Linked DNA regions of Cyprinus carpio: region 2 is linked to region 1. The links are chromatin contacts, called in public Hi-C maps. All regions are on one chromosome and are shown on one strand. Each heading gives the region's core, a stretch centred on a gene start, on an enhancer-like site or on the middle of the called end of the contact. The rest is flanking DNA. Distances are from core to core; before and after follow the strand shown.

The links. A called contact is a pair of places that touch in the nucleus more often than the background predicts.
Region 2: a Hi-C map of skeletal muscle shows a contact between it and region 1, with 2.8 times the contacts expected there. The contact joins the promoter of cobl here to the enhancer-like site in region 1. A contact is called at or near these places in 3 of 8 Hi-C or Micro-C datasets (liver and skeletal muscle).

What each region holds. Positions count from the first base shown.
Region 1 is chrB16:7,360,219-7,366,076 of ASM1834038v1, forward strand. It overlaps cobl (protein cordon-bleu), which reads right to left. Exons shown (of 16, transcript XM_042740501.1): 6 at 4,693-4,778. Among protein-coding and RNA genes, the nearest start is that of cobl, 59 kb to the right of the region's middle. Within about 2 kb of position 2,908, at least 1 of the 8 cell types and tissues checked has an H3K27ac peak or open chromatin away from gene starts, as enhancers often do. A contact at or near this core is called in skeletal muscle, where this site is marked.
Region 2 is chrB16:7,418,498-7,424,261 of ASM1834038v1, forward strand. cobl (protein cordon-bleu) reads right to left here and starts at 3,454. Exons shown (of 16, transcript XM_042740501.1): 1 at 3,078-3,454; 2 at 2,583-2,725. The coding sequence starts at 2,620. It overlaps LOC109059491 (C-C chemokine receptor type 5-like), which reads left to right and starts at 3,815. Exons shown (of 3, transcript XM_019076682.2): 1 at 3,815-3,867; 2 at 4,301-4,352; 3 at 5,224-5,764. The coding sequence starts at 4,325.

The sequences.
Region 1 (5,858 bases), core at 1,658-4,157:
TGGAGATTCATGTACGCACAATCTTCCGCTGACTCTGAATTACAAAGAGAATTTTGCACAGGTTCTGGCATACGCATGGCTTTATAAATATGAAAACTTTTGTACGTACGCAAAATCTAGGTTTTGTGCATACACACACATTTAGGATGAAATCTACATAAAAAGTTTTATACATGAGGCCCCTGGTGATTTTTTTTTTTCATATCGCAACATATATCGCAGAAAAACGAAATATCACAATGTGAGTTTTTTCCAATATCATGCAGCCCTATTATAAATAAACTTATTGTATATATTTTTCTTATTTTGTGGCATATCATACTCTTAAAATCCTGTATGTGTGTGTAACAGTATTCCTACAGTGTAAAAAGCAGTAGATCCCCAATACAGCTTCTTAGGGGAGGAAGGTAAGGCAGAAAATGATTGTTAGTTCAGAGCTCCAAGACGATGCCATTTAAAGGGCAGCAGGTTTAACAGAGGACAGCAAATCAATAACATTTGGGCTGAAAATGTCACGACCTGCTCCTGGAGAGTGGCTGAGTTCTGAGGGCTTTACCCCGGTCATGACCCCACGTTTACACACCATAAAGCAGCTGCCCTGAGAAGACGGTTAACAGGGAGGGACTTAAGACAAATACTAAACCACAACAATTGTGAAGCCGATATCTTCTTATTCTGCTGCTATGCAAATCTACGAGCTTAGGGATGTCTTGAAATCATTCTCTTGTGGCAAATTTATAAATGTTTACAAAGTTAGCACAATGTGTAGTTAGACTTTGTGCAATTATTGAGAAGCAGAACTGAGTGAGGGAAGGTGAGGAGAAAGAAAATTAAAGAATAGGGACATTAGAACAAGATGATTTTATACAAATAATGCCATTATCGTCCATGTTTCCTGTGTTTTATACAGCTTTCATTAGCAAGATTTAGAGGTGTTAATACTGTATTGATTTGTCAACAAAAATTAAGTTTTACACCAATGAGTAATTTCTGGAAGCAAATACATATATACACCTGACATTAAAAGTGAAATGTTGTGTCATTTTGTTAGATGTTGAAATACATTCTCCTACTTTACTACAACTTGATTGCACAGATACTATTTCAACTGTACTGAGCTGGAAGATGACATCACTAAATATTATCAACACTATTTTTCTGTTTAATACTGTAAAGCTGCTTTGACACAATCTGCATTGTATAAAGTGCTATATAAATAAAGGTCACTTGACTTGACTTGCTGAACTCAGAATCAATTTAATTTCCGAATGAATTGAATTGAGGTAGTTAACAGAATGCAGAACTGTAATTTGAATTTCCATCTATTGAAGTATAAGTAAAATGGACTGAATTTCAAAAAAGTCATAACCCTGTTGCAAACATATTTTTTTTTGATGCGCTATGAAATTTTCAAATTACCATTAGATTACCATCAGAGTACCCATTTTACCATTAGTACACTTTTTTGGTTGTAGCTCCTATTAAATTATCAAATTTATCTCCTATTACATTTTTTTAAACTTCTATAAACATTGCAAACAACAGAATTAAAAAATTTTAATATTTAGAGAAATGTGTAATCAGTTGGGCTAATCAGGAAATAAATACAAAATTAAATATAGCTGCAAGCAGCAATTAAAGGCAATTTGGTCGACTATGGCAAAACTGGTATCTATGTTCTCGGCATAACCCAACAAATATTTTTAGACCAGTTAGATTTCATTACAATAGGCCAATTTAATCAAAAGTTATTAGCATTTTTGAAAATTTCATTATAACTTTTGACCACAAGGTGGTGCTGCCCCAAAACTTTTTAAGGACCATCAGGGACACATACCGAGTTTCATAAGGATTCAATGCATTCGTAAAAAATAGCATTTTATGACAAAATTCAAAATAGCCAAAGCCCAAAATGGCTGACATTGGAAAACTGGGTATGGTTCAACTCGGCATGCTGCACCAAATCTAAAGAGACCAATTTTGTTTTCATATCTCCTAACCACTAGGTGGTGCTGCGCCGAAACTATGCAGGTGGCCTCAGGTCATGGTCATCATAACATACACCAAGTTTGGTCTCAATATGCTACACCATTGCAGAGATAAAGCCTTACATCCATTTTTGGATGCTCTTCGTCAAATTTGTTCACGTGTTATTCGAGAACGAACTTCAATTCCATACATTTTTGTCAGAATGGTCTGAAGATTATCTGGTTTGTGAAAATCAGAACAACGGCCTAGGAGGAGTTCGAAAAAGTAGGTTTTTGAGAAAATTCTAAATATTGGAAAATTACGTCATATAGTGCAATCAAATCATCTTGATTTCATATTTTTTATTCAGAATGTTAAACCTTGATTTTCTGGTGAAATGATATACTTCTCTATAGCGACGTATGCCACACTTTTCCAACCATGCAAGCTTGCATTCATCTGCATCTACAGTATTTGGGAACTCAACGCCAACATTTCAAAATCCAATCATCAATCGATGGATGAAACCATATCCCTGTCCCACGTTTTTTGTTATTGTTGTTTTTCAATAATCCATTACACTAATCACAATATGTACTGCGCAATACAGAACAAAAGATCTGTTGCTACTTCCGTTTCATTTTGACTTTAAATACTGAATTTCGGCCAACCGTGGCAGAGACAGCTACAAGTAAGCCATTCATCTACTCCTAACAAAGGTGAACACAATGGCCTTTCTTTTTTTTTTTTTTTTTTTACAAAAAAATATGTTTGTTTGGTGTGACATTGAGGTGTGACTACCTGTTTACTCAAACAATTTTAGACAGGAAGGGATGGTAAAAATATCTGGGAAATCCGTTGAAAAAAAAACATTATTTTTGCAATTTAAATTTGTGGCCACTAATGGCACACAAATTACACACTTCACCTTACAAACAAATGCTGAGAAGTAGGGTTTTTCACGTAAAAAACACACAGAGGTGTGGAAAGGACAGAGCGGATGTTCCTTTAAGAGACAGCAGAGTGATCTGGCAAACACTGACAGGAACGACACCGGATCTTCCAGGACCTTGCATGAGTGTTTGAGTGAGAGCTCAGCTGTCGGTTGGAACGAGAGAGAAAGAAAGTATGCAGTCTTGCAGCTTGACTTGAGAAGAAGGCAGAGTAACGAACAGACATATGATCCAAACTAGACATAAAAAACTTAAGAGACACAAACACGCACACCTGCACAAACAAACACACTGACACCTGGAAGAGCACTAAGACAAAATAATCACAGTTCTCCTACAGTAGCCACTGCTCTGATCGCTTTCATTAGACTACACAACCTCGCTGCAGAAGTTCAGCCTTTTTCTCTCACCCCTCTCTGCCCTTAGAACGGAATGTTCAATGTGGGAATGGCTATTAGCGGGTTACATAATTGGAAATCAGTTACTGAGACGTGTTGAAAATGGCTCTTGGCTCTGTTTATGATGAGATTCTACCTGAACTTGTGTATTTACAGGCAGGGAGCACGTAGAGCAGGGCAGAGCAAGGCCTTTCGTAAAAAGGCTGTTTGGCAGGCCGATCAGAGATAGGAAGAAAATAACTATAATAAATAACATAAAATAACGTCCATAATAAATTATGGACAACCAAGTTGTTCAGCGCATGTGTCTGAGTGTCTTCAAGAACAGGGTGTGCTTCTCTGAAAGGAGGAAGATGGAGGAACATAGCAATGTGGGTGTAGAAATAAAGATATTTGAAGGATCAAGTGTGTATGAATGCAGCTAATTAACCATATAATGGAGCCAAATTTGTACCCAGAAGAAAGCTAAATTTGATATGGCATTTATCACATATTATAACATGGCTCTGTGTAAATAAATGTGCTTGAGCACTCCTGAAGATCACTTTTTTGCCCAAGTAATTACTGACACCTAGAGGTGAAACCTGGAAAAAAAATACATTTAATGGAGTGCAGATTTTCTGTAAAACTTTCATTAGTAGTTTTAAGTAGCTAATTTTTATACAAATATTAAAAACACAAATTTTCATTTTAAGATAAACCTTTTATTATTATAATTTAAATTTATAATTTTATTAAACATTAAACATTATATTATTTATAGCATTTTATCATTGAGTTCTGGTTCAGAACTATTCTTTTTTTATATAATTAAGAGATAAGTTTGCTCATTGACATAATAAATAACAATGAATCACAAAAGAGCATGGTGCTATTTGGCACAGATTTTGTGAAAAGAACAAAAAGTAATCAACCTGCAGGCAGTATAATTGTGTTAAAGACTGAAAACTGTGACAGATGGAAAGATGAGAGTGTATTAGTAAGAGACAGTTACATGGGTTAGTACTTACATTAATGTTAGTGTCTGCATTGTCAACAACACTATCATCATCAAGACTGTCCATGTCCTCAGAGGACTGATCTTCAGTCTGAAATGGGAATGTACACTAGCATGGCAGGCAGACTCATAATATCAATGAAAACCATGCAATGCAGGGTTCAAACACTGAAATATCAACAACATGTTTCTTTTTCATCATATTTTGCAATATGCATTAGTTTCCCCCAGCATATCCAAGTGTTAATTGCTCTACGTCTATATATTTTTGGACATGCAGCATTCTAACATACAGCACTGTAGAGGTTTAAACAGACAAAAATATGAATGGACACTTGTGTGTGTCCAATCATACACATGTGAGCCTGTGTTCTACCTTTGATTTCCTGCGATTAAACTTCAGGAAGCCTAGCAGACCCTTTTTCTCCGATCCACTCAGACTGTTGGAGTGAAGAGATTCAGCTGTAAGAGAAACACATTCGTTCAGCATCTTACACAAACACGCAGAAGCAACTATTATAATGTAGAACTGAGTCAAGCAATGTTACTTTAGTTGAAGCGGTTAATTTTGAGCTGGCTAATGAGAACAATAGATTATAGAAGATATAAAATTAGCATATCCAGAATAAATTCTAGTGCTTGCACGCCAGCAAACCAGTAGCGTTAAAGTTTTTTGTGAGTTTAGTATTTAGCCTTGGTATCATGTTCACCAAAATATTAAAAAGCAAAAATAAATTAGGCTACATTCAAATATATTCAAATAAAAAGTTATTTTAAATTAAATATATAAAATATTTCAAGGCATTACTGTTTTACTGTTATTTTGATTAATAAATGCAGCCTTGTTGAGCATGAGACACTTTAAAAATAAAAAAAAGTTACAAACACCATATTTTTGAACATTAGTGTGAGGCAAAAAAATAAATAGCACACAATGCACAAAATGCAGTACAAGATTCTGGCAATAGATGTCGCTCTAAGCCAACAAAATCAGATGAAAAACACTAAAGCCTCTACAAAACCTAAAGAAGAATTACCAGGACAAGTAACAGGTTTCTCTGAAGACAAATGCATTGAGAATGAAAGCATCACAGTAACAATAAGCATGAAAGATGAGTACATAAATATATGCACTGCAAGTCTTGTATAATATCTACTGACCAGGCCATCTCAATTCAAAAAAGCTCCAGCATGTTCTATGACAGGAAGCAGACTCAGCACATTCAAGACAGTTGAACTACACATACTGTTAAGCCACTGTGACAACTATTCAGCCAAAGTCATGCACATGGCATCAGTACCTGAGTAGTTCAGAGCAGGTGATGAAGCCATTTTAGGCTGGAGAACTGGAAACAATCAAACCAGTATAACATTTGAAGGCAAATAAAAGTGAATAGAAATCTTATCACATTTGGCTAGACAGTGAAGGACAGTGAAATGTCACAGGCTTAGTGCATGCTGTGTTTGCGTATGTTAAGTAATAATAGCACTGGCTAAACAAAGATACTATAAGTGTGTCTGAACAGGAAGTATTAGACCTGC
Region 2 (5,764 bases), core at 2,204-4,703, 59 kb after region 1:
ACTGCTATGATTGGTTAACACTTGTGTATGTTTGACAGCCTATGTCCTTCACAGATGGACGATGCTGTGCTTTAGGTTAAAACCGCATAAATAATCATATTTACACTGAATCGTTCCCTATCCCCTATATAGTGCACTACGTGCCATTCACCATACAGAAAATACTAATTCTGTGAACAAGTGACCAATTACAGTAGCAGCTACAGCATCTATTTACGTATGGTGTAGGGGGTGGGACGCTTCAGATTCTAGAGAGCATTTGATTGGACATAAAGTTTGATAAGAAGCTGAAGTACAAGGTGATGTCATCAAAATCATTGATCCATATTGGAAGTGAGAGACCATAAGTTTTGAATGCTTATATCTTATAAATGTGAATTTTGTCATTGTTTTGGAACACACTACCTTATAGATAACCTTAAGGTGATATTTATACTAAAAGCCAAAAAACTTCGATTTTGATTTAATGGGGACTTTAATTTTTCATCTACTAACAAAGTGTTCCAATACAAGGGATCTTGTGCATGAGCTAACACTTAAACTCACTTCATAAACAGATATCAGGATTCCTACCCATTTTTGTAGACAAAATTCTGATATTAGAATAGAACTACATGTTGTCTAGGTAGCAAAATATCTATGGTAACATCGTAAACTCTAAAATGACTTTACAGTTCAAATATCAGTGTTATAATACGATAAACATCACATTTCTGCCTAATATGATTATGTATGTTATATATAATTGGTCTGCATTTTCAATCAATCTGTCTGCTTTTTTTGTTCAAATTCATTGCATAATATCAAAACTGTGACCAAGAATGTAACAAAAGTTACTTCTTTCTGAATCTCACTGGATACTCATAAACATTTTGAGAAGATAGTGGTGGGAATGCTGAACAACTGTTCAAGCTTTAAATAACCACAATCGTCCACTGCTTTAGCTATGTAATGGGGTCTGATTACATAAAAGGAAAGGGGGGCTATGGGTAAGAGCCACAAAGCAGACTGTTGTGTTGTCAGAGAGGGGACACTGGATAACATTTAAATGGCTTGCTAAGATACGTTACCATCGCCAGAAGTTTCTGTTTCTGTGAGAATACAATTCCAGTGGAGAGGAATTTGTCACACCTGCGTTTACTTCTCATGAGGACTGACTTGAATACCAAATACACAAAGTCAATTTAAGGTACTTAATTTGGAGGTAGAAAAGCTCAGCAAACATGCCATTCAATAAAATGGAATAATGAGCTATTGAGTCAAGAGCGGAGGTGACAAAAGGTGTGAGAGGTGGAATACAAAAACAGATGAACAGACAGTTATTTGTTTTCATTTCCTAGTTACTCTTCTCTCATGTAGCTGCTAGAACATAGCTTTTATCCAAACACGTCAAATGCCATTTCAACTTCTTTTGTTACAGACTCTTAGATCTGTTATTGTAAATAAGACCAAATTTCAGAATTTGGAATGTTAATCTATGCAAGTCATTTAATTGTGTATTATTCAGATTTTCTCATTCCACTACAGAATATCCTGATGTTCCAGTTACCTTCACTAACTTAAAGGGATACTCCACCCAAAATTGACATTTTTTTCATTAATCACTTACCCCCATGTCGTTCCAAACCCGTAAAAGCTTTGTTCATCTTCGGAACACAATTTAAGATATTTTGGATGAAAACCGGGAGGCTTGAGACTGTCCCATAGACTGCCAAGTAAAATACACGGTCAAGGTCCAGAAAAGTATGAAAAGCATCGTCAGAATAGTCCATCTGCCATCAGTGGATCAACCGTAACGTTATGAAATGTATCCGTATAAGTTATGAAATAGTGTAGCACCATTTTTGCGAATCTGAGCAGTACACAGGCAGCGTACTCTCTTCTATGTCTGCCGCGCTGCGCTGATGAGCTGTTTTCTTTTAAACCAAAACGTAAATATACATAGAAAATGTATCCTTGTGGCGCAGATGACACAGAAGAGCATACGCCACCTGCGTACTGCTCAGATTCGCCAAAATGGCACTACGCTGATTTGGAGAGACACAGAGGAGAGGAATTGTTGAATAAAGTCGTTATTTTTGTTTTCTTTGTGTACAAAAAGTATTCTCGTCGCTTCATAATGTTATGGTTGAATCACTGATGGCAGATGGAGTATTCTGACGATGATTTTCATACTTTTCTGGACCTTGACCGTGTACTTTACTTGGCAGTCTATGGGACAGTCACAAGTCCCCCGGTTTTCATCCGAAATATCTTAAATTGTGTTCCGAAGATGAACAAAACTTTTATGGGTTTGGAACGACATGAGGGTAAGTGATTAATGACAAAATTTTCATTTTCGGGTGGAGTATCCCTTTAAAAGAGTTCAACAAGTGATTGGTGTGTCACACATGGTGATCAAGATAGCTTGAAAAAAATTTATGCACACTAGAACACACCATCATCTCTCAATAGATAGATAGATAGATAGATAGATAGATAGATAGATAGATAGATAGATAACTTAGATTAGAAGCAGTTATAACACTCAAATCCATCAAACATGAACATTTAGTAAGGGCTCTGTATCAAATTACACTCACCCTACAGGAGGTCTGATCTTAGCGTCTCCCAAATTCATCTGTCATAAACCAAATCCGCTTTCTATCAACGCAATTTACTCGTAACGTTATTTCCAGGGGTGGACATTGGAATTCGGATTCACACTTATTCATACAAGTGTCACCTTTAAAGAAAGAGCAGGAAAATATATTTAAGTTAAACAGAACAAGGTAAAGAAGAACTTCTCTAACGTTACACAAAACACAGCTGACCAGCACCAAGGTGTCACGGTCAAGTATTCAGAACGACTTCACCATTTACCGTGCTCCTAGATGTTAAGCGTTTTATGTACGCAATTCTGTTCTTAAATATGGAAAAACAAATAAAAGCATTCAAACGTTTCACTTGTCACAAAAGAGACTACGAACATATGCAGTATAATCAACGCAACTATTACCATAAAAAGGTTCCGAGTCAAAGTAAAAATAATATCGTCACGGAAATAGCACCAAAATATAAAGCAATGAAATACTTACTGTACGTGGATTCGGCTTCATAGACAGACAACAGCAGGGGCGGCACAGGAGTTCACAACCCTATTCTAATCCGTCCACCAGGCAGCGCCGTTCCCGCGGCTTCTCGAGCGCGCGCTCAACGGCAGCCTGAGCCAGGAATTCTGTGCGCGAGAACGCGCCCGAGAGAACGAGCCGCTGGAAGCGAGTGAGCTTTTCAGTAAACAGCACTGATAAAGCGAGACTGTCAATAAATGACTCTCTCCACCTAAAGTCGTTTATCTAAAGAACAGTTACCATTAGCGTAACTGTCAAGACGTACATTTTATGTAATCATCAGGAGAATTATTATAATATCAATATGGAACTGCTATGATAACACAAGCTTTTACCATGGTAACCGTGAACTTGCAACAAAAAAATCTGTCCCTTAACATTCTAATAGTGTTTACTCCCAGCGTCCCTAGCGTTTATTATTCTTTTGCGGTCTGCCTGATTGGCTCGCCCGCCGTTAATAAGCCCCGCCCCTGTTTATTTAAGCAGGATCCTCGGAACCGTTGGTGAGAGTCTTTGTCAGCTCATGAATAAATAGCCTACTGTTACACGACAGAAGTGTCAATGTATATGTAGGACGCATTACAGTTTTCTATTTATTCATAAAGAACTTTGACAAATATTATATAACAAATTGTCTGCTAATACAAACATTACTGAACGATATGAACAATCAAATACAACTGTTTTCTCAGAAAGACAGATGGGTAAATTCTGCTGCACCTTAACCCTAAGAGGGCCTTGGAACACTTTTTAGCAGGTGAACATTTGTAAAAGTTAAAAGACAGTTGAAGTACTGGGAATGTGTATATTTACATAGAAAATAAGCTACATAAAAGCTTATTTAAGTTTCAAATTTACATATACAAATTGTTCTCTGTTAATGCTTATTTTAATCAAATTAAATTTAAATGTGTAAATCTATATGTGTCTGTGTGTATGCATATTTATGTATTGCAATTACAGCTGTGGGCCAATGCCCCTTTTTCTTAAATGAAATGTCCCTACTAATTTCTCAGTTTAAAAAGGCTTATGTGAATTCCAAATTTATTGATTTAATGATACAGACAGCAGTTTGAACTTTTTTAATGGCATTAAAGTGAGTTTAGGACCCGCCTCTGGGAGGTTCAGGAAATAGCACCTCCTATGTTTGTTAAGCTTTTTGACTGACAGGATCACAAAAAAATTCACAGATTCAGCTGTCATAACCAAGAGAGATGACAGAGGACTCAGAACCTGCGCCTGGTAGGTTACTAAACAGCCTATTTAATGTAATTATGCTATATTTAAAAGTCGTTCCTACTTAATAATATACTTATAGGACATTGGAATTTGTTTTAATTGTTTTTGTTACAACAATTATTAGAATTTTAAATAATAATTTGTTAAAAAGCAAACTTTTTTTAAATAGATAAATCGAAAACCTGCATTATTATAATTTGATTTTATTGTAAAAGTTCACCCAAAAGTGAAACGTCAATTCTGTCATTTACTTCCCCTCAAATTGTTCCAAACCTGTCTTAGTTTCTTTCTTCTGTTCAGCACAAAAGAATATATTTTGAAGAATTTCAACCATCTACTGTTTGGTTTCCAACATTCTTCAAAATATCTTATTTTGTTTTCAACATTAGAAAAAAACAGACAGGTTTTTGATGGTGAGAAAATTATGACAGAATTTTATTTGTGTGTGTGTGTGTGTGTGTGTGTGTGTGTGTGTGTGTGTGTGTGTGTGTGTGTGTGTGTGTGTGTGTGTGTGTGTGTGTGTGTGTGTGTGTGTGTGTGTGTGTGTGTGTGAACTATCCTTTTAAACATGAAAGAAGTCATAATTGTGAACGTTTTAACATCTCAAAGTCGTCAGTTTCCATGTGAAGAAAACCATGCCTAGTCTGACCAGTAGATGTCAGGAGAGCACAAACTAAAATTCAAGTTCCTACTTGGGGTGTCATTTTGTCTACTTTCAAACCTAAAGAAACCATTGTTGTTAAGATTTCATAATACACTATAAACATATTATACATTATATATTATATATATTATATATATTATAAATAGACCTATTGTATATAATATAACCTAACAATGTGTTATTTGTCTGCCCTCCAACCTACAACAACAGGCTATGACGATTACTACAATTTAGATGGTGCTGCAAATGCTGGATCACCATGCAACAATGGCAACGCAAAGGCCTTCAGCGAGGTTTTCCTTCCCACCCTGTATAGCATTGTTTTCATTCTTGGTTTCATCGGAAATGGCCTGGTAGTGTGGGTCCTGATCAGATATCGTCATAAATCCAACATGACAGATGTGTGCCTCCTCAACCTAGCCCTATCTGACCTACTCTTTCTTGTGTCACTCCCTTTTTGGGCTCATAGTACCATGAACGAGTGGATTTTTGGCAAATTCATGTGTCATATCATAACAGGTCTCTTCATGTTGGGTCTGTATGGTAGCATCTTCTTCATGGTCCTTATGACACTGGATCGCTATGTTGTCATCGTCCATGCCCATAGTATATTTTCCAGAAATCGGTCTATAAAAATGGGTTTGGCTCTGGCCTCATTTGTATGGATTTTCAGTTTGTTTCCATCCCTCCCAAATATTATTTTTGCCAAAGAGAAAATGGAGAAAAACAAAACATCATGCGAAACTGATTT